Regions from separate parts of the Zea mays genome. Here region 1 is linked to region 2. A link is a contact called in public Hi-C data. All regions are on one chromosome and are shown on one strand. The core of a region is the stretch at or near the end of the contact, and the rest is flanking DNA. Distances in the headings are between cores, read along the strand shown. Region 1 holds the start of LOC103650050. Region 2 holds the start of LOC103650047.

What was found. Hi-C and Micro-C count contacts between places; a contact is called where the count stands out from the background.
Region 1: a Hi-C map of tassel shows a contact between it and region 2, with 2.3 times the contacts expected there. The contact joins the promoter of LOC103650050 here to the promoter of LOC103650047 in region 2. A contact is called at or near these places in 2 of 25 Hi-C or Micro-C datasets (ear and tassel).

The regions. Positions count from the first base shown.
Region 1 is chr3:48,537,456-48,541,072 of Zm-B73-REFERENCE-NAM-5.0, reverse strand. It overlaps LOC103650050, which reads right to left and starts at 1,449. Exons shown (of 2, transcript XM_008675718.4): 1 at 1,108-1,449; 2 at 615-1,105. The coding sequence starts at 1,149. The coding sequence ends at 875.
Region 2 is chr3:48,264,754-48,268,381 of Zm-B73-REFERENCE-NAM-5.0, reverse strand. It overlaps LOC103650047, which reads left to right and starts at 1,567. Exons shown (of 3, transcript XM_008675716.4): 1 at 1,567-2,276. The coding sequence starts at 1,679.

The DNA of each region.
Region 1 (3,617 bases), core at 200-2,699, 270 kb before region 2:
AATCAGGGACCAAGCTATAAATGTTTTTCTAGACTCAGTGAGCATACAGAGTGTACGGTGGGTTAAACACAAAAGACGTTTTAGTTGAAGTTGTATACAATTCAACATGAGTCATGTTGGTTAGAGGGTGGAAGGCTAGGCATTCTGCTCAATAGATCCAAGATTCGATCCTAGGCAGCCATGATTTGATTTTTTTTCTGGACGGCTGAGATCGTAGAATGACAGAACACAAAAAGGCAGACTACTATTGCTAACTTAATAAGTAGTAGAGGTTTACATGATACATTAAGAAAGAGAAAAGGCACTACTAATTTTGAACATTGTCTGAAGCTGCAATTCTTTGCAGATAAACCTATAGGTCTCCACTTGTTGTATACTGAACATTAGACTATATGATGATGATAATACAAAACGTCCACCACGTGAGCAGTAGGGTCTGGTCTAGCAGCACGAGTATTTGTTCCTGTTTAATTCAAAAATAAACTAGCGGATGACAAATATTCGATAACGGAGTTAGTATATTTGAGGCTTGTTGTTGGAGAACCACGTTTTGTGTCACTTCTAAATAGATTAAATCGGTTTAAAAAAATATTGACCTTAGTTTAGGATCCTTCTTGGAGTTGCTTTTACCCGCAGGAGATTGCTTACATTGGCCTCCACGTCGAAGTATAGTTGTACATTCGGGCCGCCCAGCCCGGCCCGGCCCAAACCCGAAAAAACTCGGCACGTTTAATTTCGGGCCGGCCCGGCCCAGTATTAAATTCGGGCTGTGCCGTGCCGGCCCACGGCCCAGCCCATATTTCACTAAACATGCCGTGCTTTAAATGGGCGGCCCGAAATAAAAAATGGCGCAACCAAACGCCCGCACCGGGCCTCAGTCGCGCAGTACGACGGCGGGGTCCTTGGACGGCCCGAGGTCTCCCCCTGGGCAACCGGCGCCGGGATCGTCGGACGCGTCCCTCGCGGCGGTGGTGGCGGCGTCAGGGTCGGGGTCGCGGGCGGAGTCGATGGCCTCCTGAGCCTGGTCGAGGTAGGGCTTGAAGCCGACGCGGAAGGAGAGGTAGCCGAAGGCCACGGCGCCCAGCACCACCACCCCTGAGGCCCTGAGCGCATCGCGTTCTGCCGCGCCCGGCTCCTGCCCGCACTCATCGCCGACACGGACGCGCGCACCTGGTTTGGCCTCCTGTCGACCTGAGAAGACAGAACGGTGGATGGATCCCTGATCCTTCCCAGCCTCCCTGGATTGGACAAGTGCAGTGCGAGTCTGTGGACTGTGGGTGTGGGAGTGTTTTGTCTCTATAAAGTCTAAGCAAACAGCTAAGCTGCCTACTCGATCCGTTCCTTCTAATCTTTCCCTATCTTAAAAGTCACAGGTTATGGATGGAGCATGCCGGTGGCCGGTGCTGGATGGGAGTCGCCAGTCGGGAATCGGGATCGGCGGATCGGGACACGGGAGAAAACGGCGGCCGGGCAGGGACGTAGCACGTAGGGTTTCAGGTTAATGGAAATGGGCCGCGCGGTTGCGGCGCTTTAGGCCCGTCCCGCCGTCCGTCCGTGGACACACAGACAACGAGAATTTCAGGAGTGCGCTGCTATGAATTTCGGGCCTTTCGTGCCAGTAAACGGGCCAATTCGGATCTGCTTAAACGGACCGGGCTCGTGCCCGCCTGTGGGCCTCGGCGTCGGCCCAAGCACGGCCCGATACAAGTATACAACGGGCCGGGCCGGGCCGGCACGGCCCGAAATAATTTCGTGTCGTGCCGTGCTTGGGCCGAACTTTTTTTTCGTGCTTCGTGCCCGTACATTAGGTCCAGCCCAAATGTACACCTCTACGTCGAAGTACTTGCTCGTCACTTTGGCCTGCAGATCCACGGGCCACGGCTCTCTGTAGCGAAACACAGGCAGGCTGTCAACACGCACACGCGCTCGGTCTCTCGGGGAGCGCCGGCAGGTGCCCGTAACCGGACATACTGACGACGCGGGCGTCGCGGTGGCCGCCAAGCCACAGCGCGTGCGTAGCACGCCGCGTCTCGCCGTCGGCGGTGCCGGCGCAAGGACGGAGGGAGCGGACACGGCCGGCATGCACACCAAAGTTTTGTTTTGGTTTGGCTTCGCATATCGGTTTTTTTTTTGGATTGTTTTGGCCTATCGGATTAAATGGAGAAATCAAGAGGGAGTGGTGGGCCTCCGGAGTTAACTTGCGTGAACGCCTTTGTATGGCCTGTTGGGCTCCTTCCCACTCGACTACCCTTGTCTTTTCCTCTTTTCGGCCCGTAAAACTGGGCTACGGTTGTGTGTCCTTTTGTAGCCCGTGTGTAGCGCAAAAAATAATTATTTTGTCTCTCTCAACTATCGTGGAAGTTAGTCAGCCTTTTCACCCATATAAAATCAGATAGAAATTATCTCATCTTTGAAAATCAGGCACGTGACCATATGTCTGATTTTCTATATGTGTTTCCTTATTCTTTATGTTTATTTTGATCAAATCTTTAAAAAACCCAGACTAAATCATAGAAAATTCAATCTTGTTGAACTCCACATGAATAGATTAGATCTATGCTTTATGTAATTAGTTTATAGATGCAGTTTCTGCGGTCCAATTATATTGAAAATTTTATGGTACGCTAACTATTACATATTTGAGTTATAGTAAATAAAATCATGCTCATTGGATCATGTAATGCTGAATTATAGATTTAGCTAGGTTAATATTTGTTAAATAGTTTTAAAACAATATTTAAAAGTGTGTAAAATAGAAAATATGTGCTCTCTATGTAGTGTTACTATATGTTATATTATATGTAAACGCATCTAGGTCCCTTGTTGGGTTTTGGTGTTTAATTACATTAAATTATTATGATAATGTGTATTTTACATATGTAGATTGAGATAGGTCATAATAACGGTGAATGATTAGGCTAATGTAGTTTCTATGCCCATATTGATGAATGATCAGTTTTCAAAGGATGAGCGAGAAGGTTAAAGATGAACTAGTTTTAAGTGACAATAGAGTTGATGAACACACATATTAGCGATAGCACCTTTATTTTCCCTCCAGTCGTACTGTAAAGGGGGCATAGATGGATATCTTGATCTAGATAAGTCTAGTTTATGAGTGGTGAGGCACACATGTGAAAACTAGTGATAGGTAACCATATGAAAGTCCAAGAGATGCTTGATATCAAACCCAACTCGATATAGCAGTATTAGTTTCCCCTAATATGTGCTAGTGTGTTTGGGTTAAAGCTTGCACATATGTTTGATAAGAATCGTGGGAGAGACAATGCTACAAAATTATGCTAAGGTGTTTAGAACAAACCTTTGTAATTGAAAGGGAAATAGGGTCAAACCTTTTTCTAAATGATTTTGGTAGTTGAATTATTGCCCAATACAAATTATTGGACTAACTAGTTTGCTCTAAAATATATGTTCCACAGGTGTCAAAGGTTCACAATAAACCAATACAAAGTTATAAGAAAGGGTTCAAATGAAAGGAGCAAAGAAAACCGAAGGCTGCCCTGATATGGCGCACCGAACAGTATCTGGTGCACCAGGGTGGATCAACTCCAACTTGCTAGCTTCGGGTTTTCAGGGAGCCACTCCGCTATAATTCACCG
Region 2 (3,628 bases), core at 318-2,817:
CGGCCGGCGGCGAGGGATCGACCGGCGGCGTAGCGGCAGCGGAAGAAGAGGAGGTCGGCATCGCTACGTACCGTCGGCGGCGGCGGGCGGTCTGCCTCACCCGAGCCAGATCTCTGGCGAACAAGAGCACGGCGGGCAGACGAGCAGCAAGACGGCGGGCGACTAGGGTTTTCGCGGAGCGCGGAAAGTGAAGTTCAAAAAGCACCGACCCCCGCTCCCTTTTATAGGCGGCGCGCGGCTCTTCGGGAAACCCGCAATCCAACAGGGCGCGGCGCTTCGGGAAACCCGCAATCCAACAGTACGCCGTCAATCAACGGTCACATCAAAAACCCCCGCGGAACCACTTCGAGCGAGGGCAGCGTCTCCGCCATCTAGCGACGTCTTCGGCACCAGATGACTTTGTCGAACTGGTCCCTCGGAGGGCAAATGTTGGGGCGAAGGCAAAGACGCCACCCTTCGCTCGAAGCCTTCGCTGCAGCCGCTGGTCTGGCAGAGACAAAACAGGCAGGGACACCCTTCGCTTGATCGGCACCAGACGAAGACCGGCGACGACGTCATCCCACAGTGCAGCCTCGTCCAGCTCAGAGGCCCACGTGTGATCCGGCCCATCGTAACGGGCCCTGCGTGGCCGCCGCGCGTTACGAGCCTAATTTGTAAAGGCATCCCTGTAATTACAGTCTGTAACCCCGCTTTATGGGAATATTCTGGGGATAACCTAGGTAGCTGAGGGCACATGCGTCCTTAGCACAAGGCGCTGGGCGCTCAGGTACCTATAAATACCCCCGCACAGTGCCCGTGAGGGGCCAGATTAACAGAGCTATTGCCTTCTAGCACGTAACCCTGTTATCATCACTGTTCACCCTTGTTGACCTCCTTGCGACTGAGAGCAAGTGACAACACCAGGTACATAGCAAGGCCTAAAATAGTATTGTAGATAATTATTTAATTTGCAAGGAAATGCAATTTATTTTCACATAGACATAGTAGAGAGTTAGAGAATATATGGAAGGAAATAATTATTAGGATTGCTCCAACATCTTCTCCGTTGTCCGAAAATCACAGTAGATAATCAATTCCAATTAAGTTCATATTAGTACACATTAGCATATAGTCCGTGCTAACACTACGATTCTGCGGAGGTGAGAAGAGAGGAGATGTTAACGATGACGGTGCGAGAGAAGAGGTTGACGACTATAACGACGACGACATAAGTGAGGGGGAGGAGGCTACGGGACACGAGGGAGGGGGAGGCTAGAGCTGCAGGATTGCGGAGGAGGGAGGGGGAGGGAAATGATAATTCAAATAATACCGTTCACTAGATTTGAGTGAGCAAGAGAGAGTTATTTAGCGATCTGAGCGTTGATTTTGATTGTATGTTAAGTTTGGGTATAATATGTTTGTTGATTTTTAATGGAGGTGTAAAAATGATTGGATTGAGCGAGTTTTGTAAAGTTTATAGTGCTATAGTTATAGATTCGCTGGCCTCAAGCCCACTATCCGCTCAAGAAAGTTTATGGGCCTCAACAGTTGCTCTCCTGTCTTCCTCCGGAGTTAAGTTTATGGGCCTCAACAGTTGCTCTCCTGTCTTCCTCCCCAACTCCGTCGATCCGCCTCCTCCTCCCTCTCCAGTCCCGTTGCACTTCCTCGGTCCCCTCCTTCACTCCCCCCACCCCCACCAATGGCGTCTCCTCGCCGCCGCTCCCTCCCACTCCGCTTCCTCATCTTCATCCCTGCCCCCCTCTTCCTAGTCCTCCTCTTCCACCGCTCCTCTCATTCTACCGCCCCGCTTCTCCACACCGCAGGCTCTGGCTCCGGCCCCAGCTCTGATCCCCGCCGCTTCTCCCTCCTCATCAAGCTCCTCGCCTACGACCGGCCGGCCGCGTTTCGCCGCTGCCTCCGCTCTCTCGCCGCAGCTGACTACGATGGGGACCGCGTCGCGCTCCACGTCCTCCTCGACCACCGCCCGCCCAACTCCTCGTTGCCCCCCCTCGCCACGTCGCACGAGATCCTTGACTTCGTCGATGCGTTCCCGTGGCCGCACGGAGAGAAGCGCGTGCACTACCGCGCCTCCAACGCGGGGCTCCAGGCGCAGTGGATAGAGGCATGGTGGCCTGGCTCCGACGACGAGTTCGCCTTCGTCGTCGAGGACGACCTCCAGGTCTCGCCGCTCTACTACAAGTTCCTGAAGCGGCTGGTCCTGAGGTACTACTACGACCGCGAGAACTACAGCCCCTACCTGTTCGGCGCGTCGCTCCAGCGCCCTCGGTTCGTCGCAGGTGAGATGTTACTTAATAACACTGCACTGCATCATGAATGCTTGTTTAGTCTCATCTCTTGGTTGCAAAGAAAGGGTGCGAAATGCAGACTGTTATTCTTACGTAGGACCTGGCGTGGTTAATGGTCTCTTTTTTCTGTAGTTCGTTGAGATGAAGCTGCTATTAAGCATCATAGCTAGTTTTTTTGTTTGCCTCATCACATCACTGTGATATGTGTCCTATTCATTGGGGTTAGTTATAAGATTGACTCTGTTTTTTGCTCTCATGCCAGATTGAGGAGGTTGTGTGTGTATAGTGGATCTCTGTGCTTATAATTTACTAAGGGCATGTTTGGTTCCTTGTCTAACTTGCCACACTTTGCCTAACTTTTCTGCCTAAGGTTAGTTCTTCAATTTGAACGACTAACCTTAGGCAAAGTTTGTCGTAGTTAGCCACGAACCAAACATGCCCTAAGTTAATTATCATTTCTGCATAAGAGCTTCTGTCACTGGAACTTGAAACACAAAACACAAATAAGGCTATCTCCAGCAGCTTACTCATCTCTATACTTATATTCAAATTCCACTCTGTAAACAGTACAGTCTACAATGCAAAACAGTGTTTTTGGTGACCATATGAGTGAACTGCTGGGCACGGTCTAAGTAGGGTAGGTTAAAATATGACGATAACATGCCATGGTGCTCTAGTCTATAATCTCTGGTGTCATCTTGTGTCTCAGTTAAAATGTTGGAGATTCACAGCTTAGAATTTCTCATGAATAGGATTTATGTATTTGATTTCCTTGAAGCTTGCATTCATTTTAGTTCCGAGAACTCTGATCTCGCAATATTGCTCTGACATTAGCCATAGATTTTTATATAGCAAAGTTTGTTTGACTTGTTCTGACTTTTGGTTGCCTGCAGCCCGAATGTCGTCATATATATTACTATAGTTGGTTAGTGAAGGGTGACCGACCGTGGCTCTTGGATACATTTTTTTTAGTTTTACTGGTTATTTTCTTTTTTAGGATAATGGATAATGTGCTCTGTTCGCAAATTTCAATGTACAGGAGGCCCTACTGACATGATCTAAGACAAAAGTTGGTCCTCATGAAAAAATATTGTCTGCCTAGAATCTAGGAACGACCATCTGGTGTCTTCAGTTAGATGTTTGGTTCATTCCTATGTTTAAGCTTGGGTTTTTGAGAAATGGCAACCAAAGTAACCAAGCTGAATAGAAACTGAACCTCATTAATCAATGTTAGTTGGTTCAGCTAATTCAGTTTTTGGTAAATCAATTGACATCGCCTCAGCAGGGCGGCACAAACACAACACTGCAACATCTACTGACCTCATGAACTTTTCAATTTTATT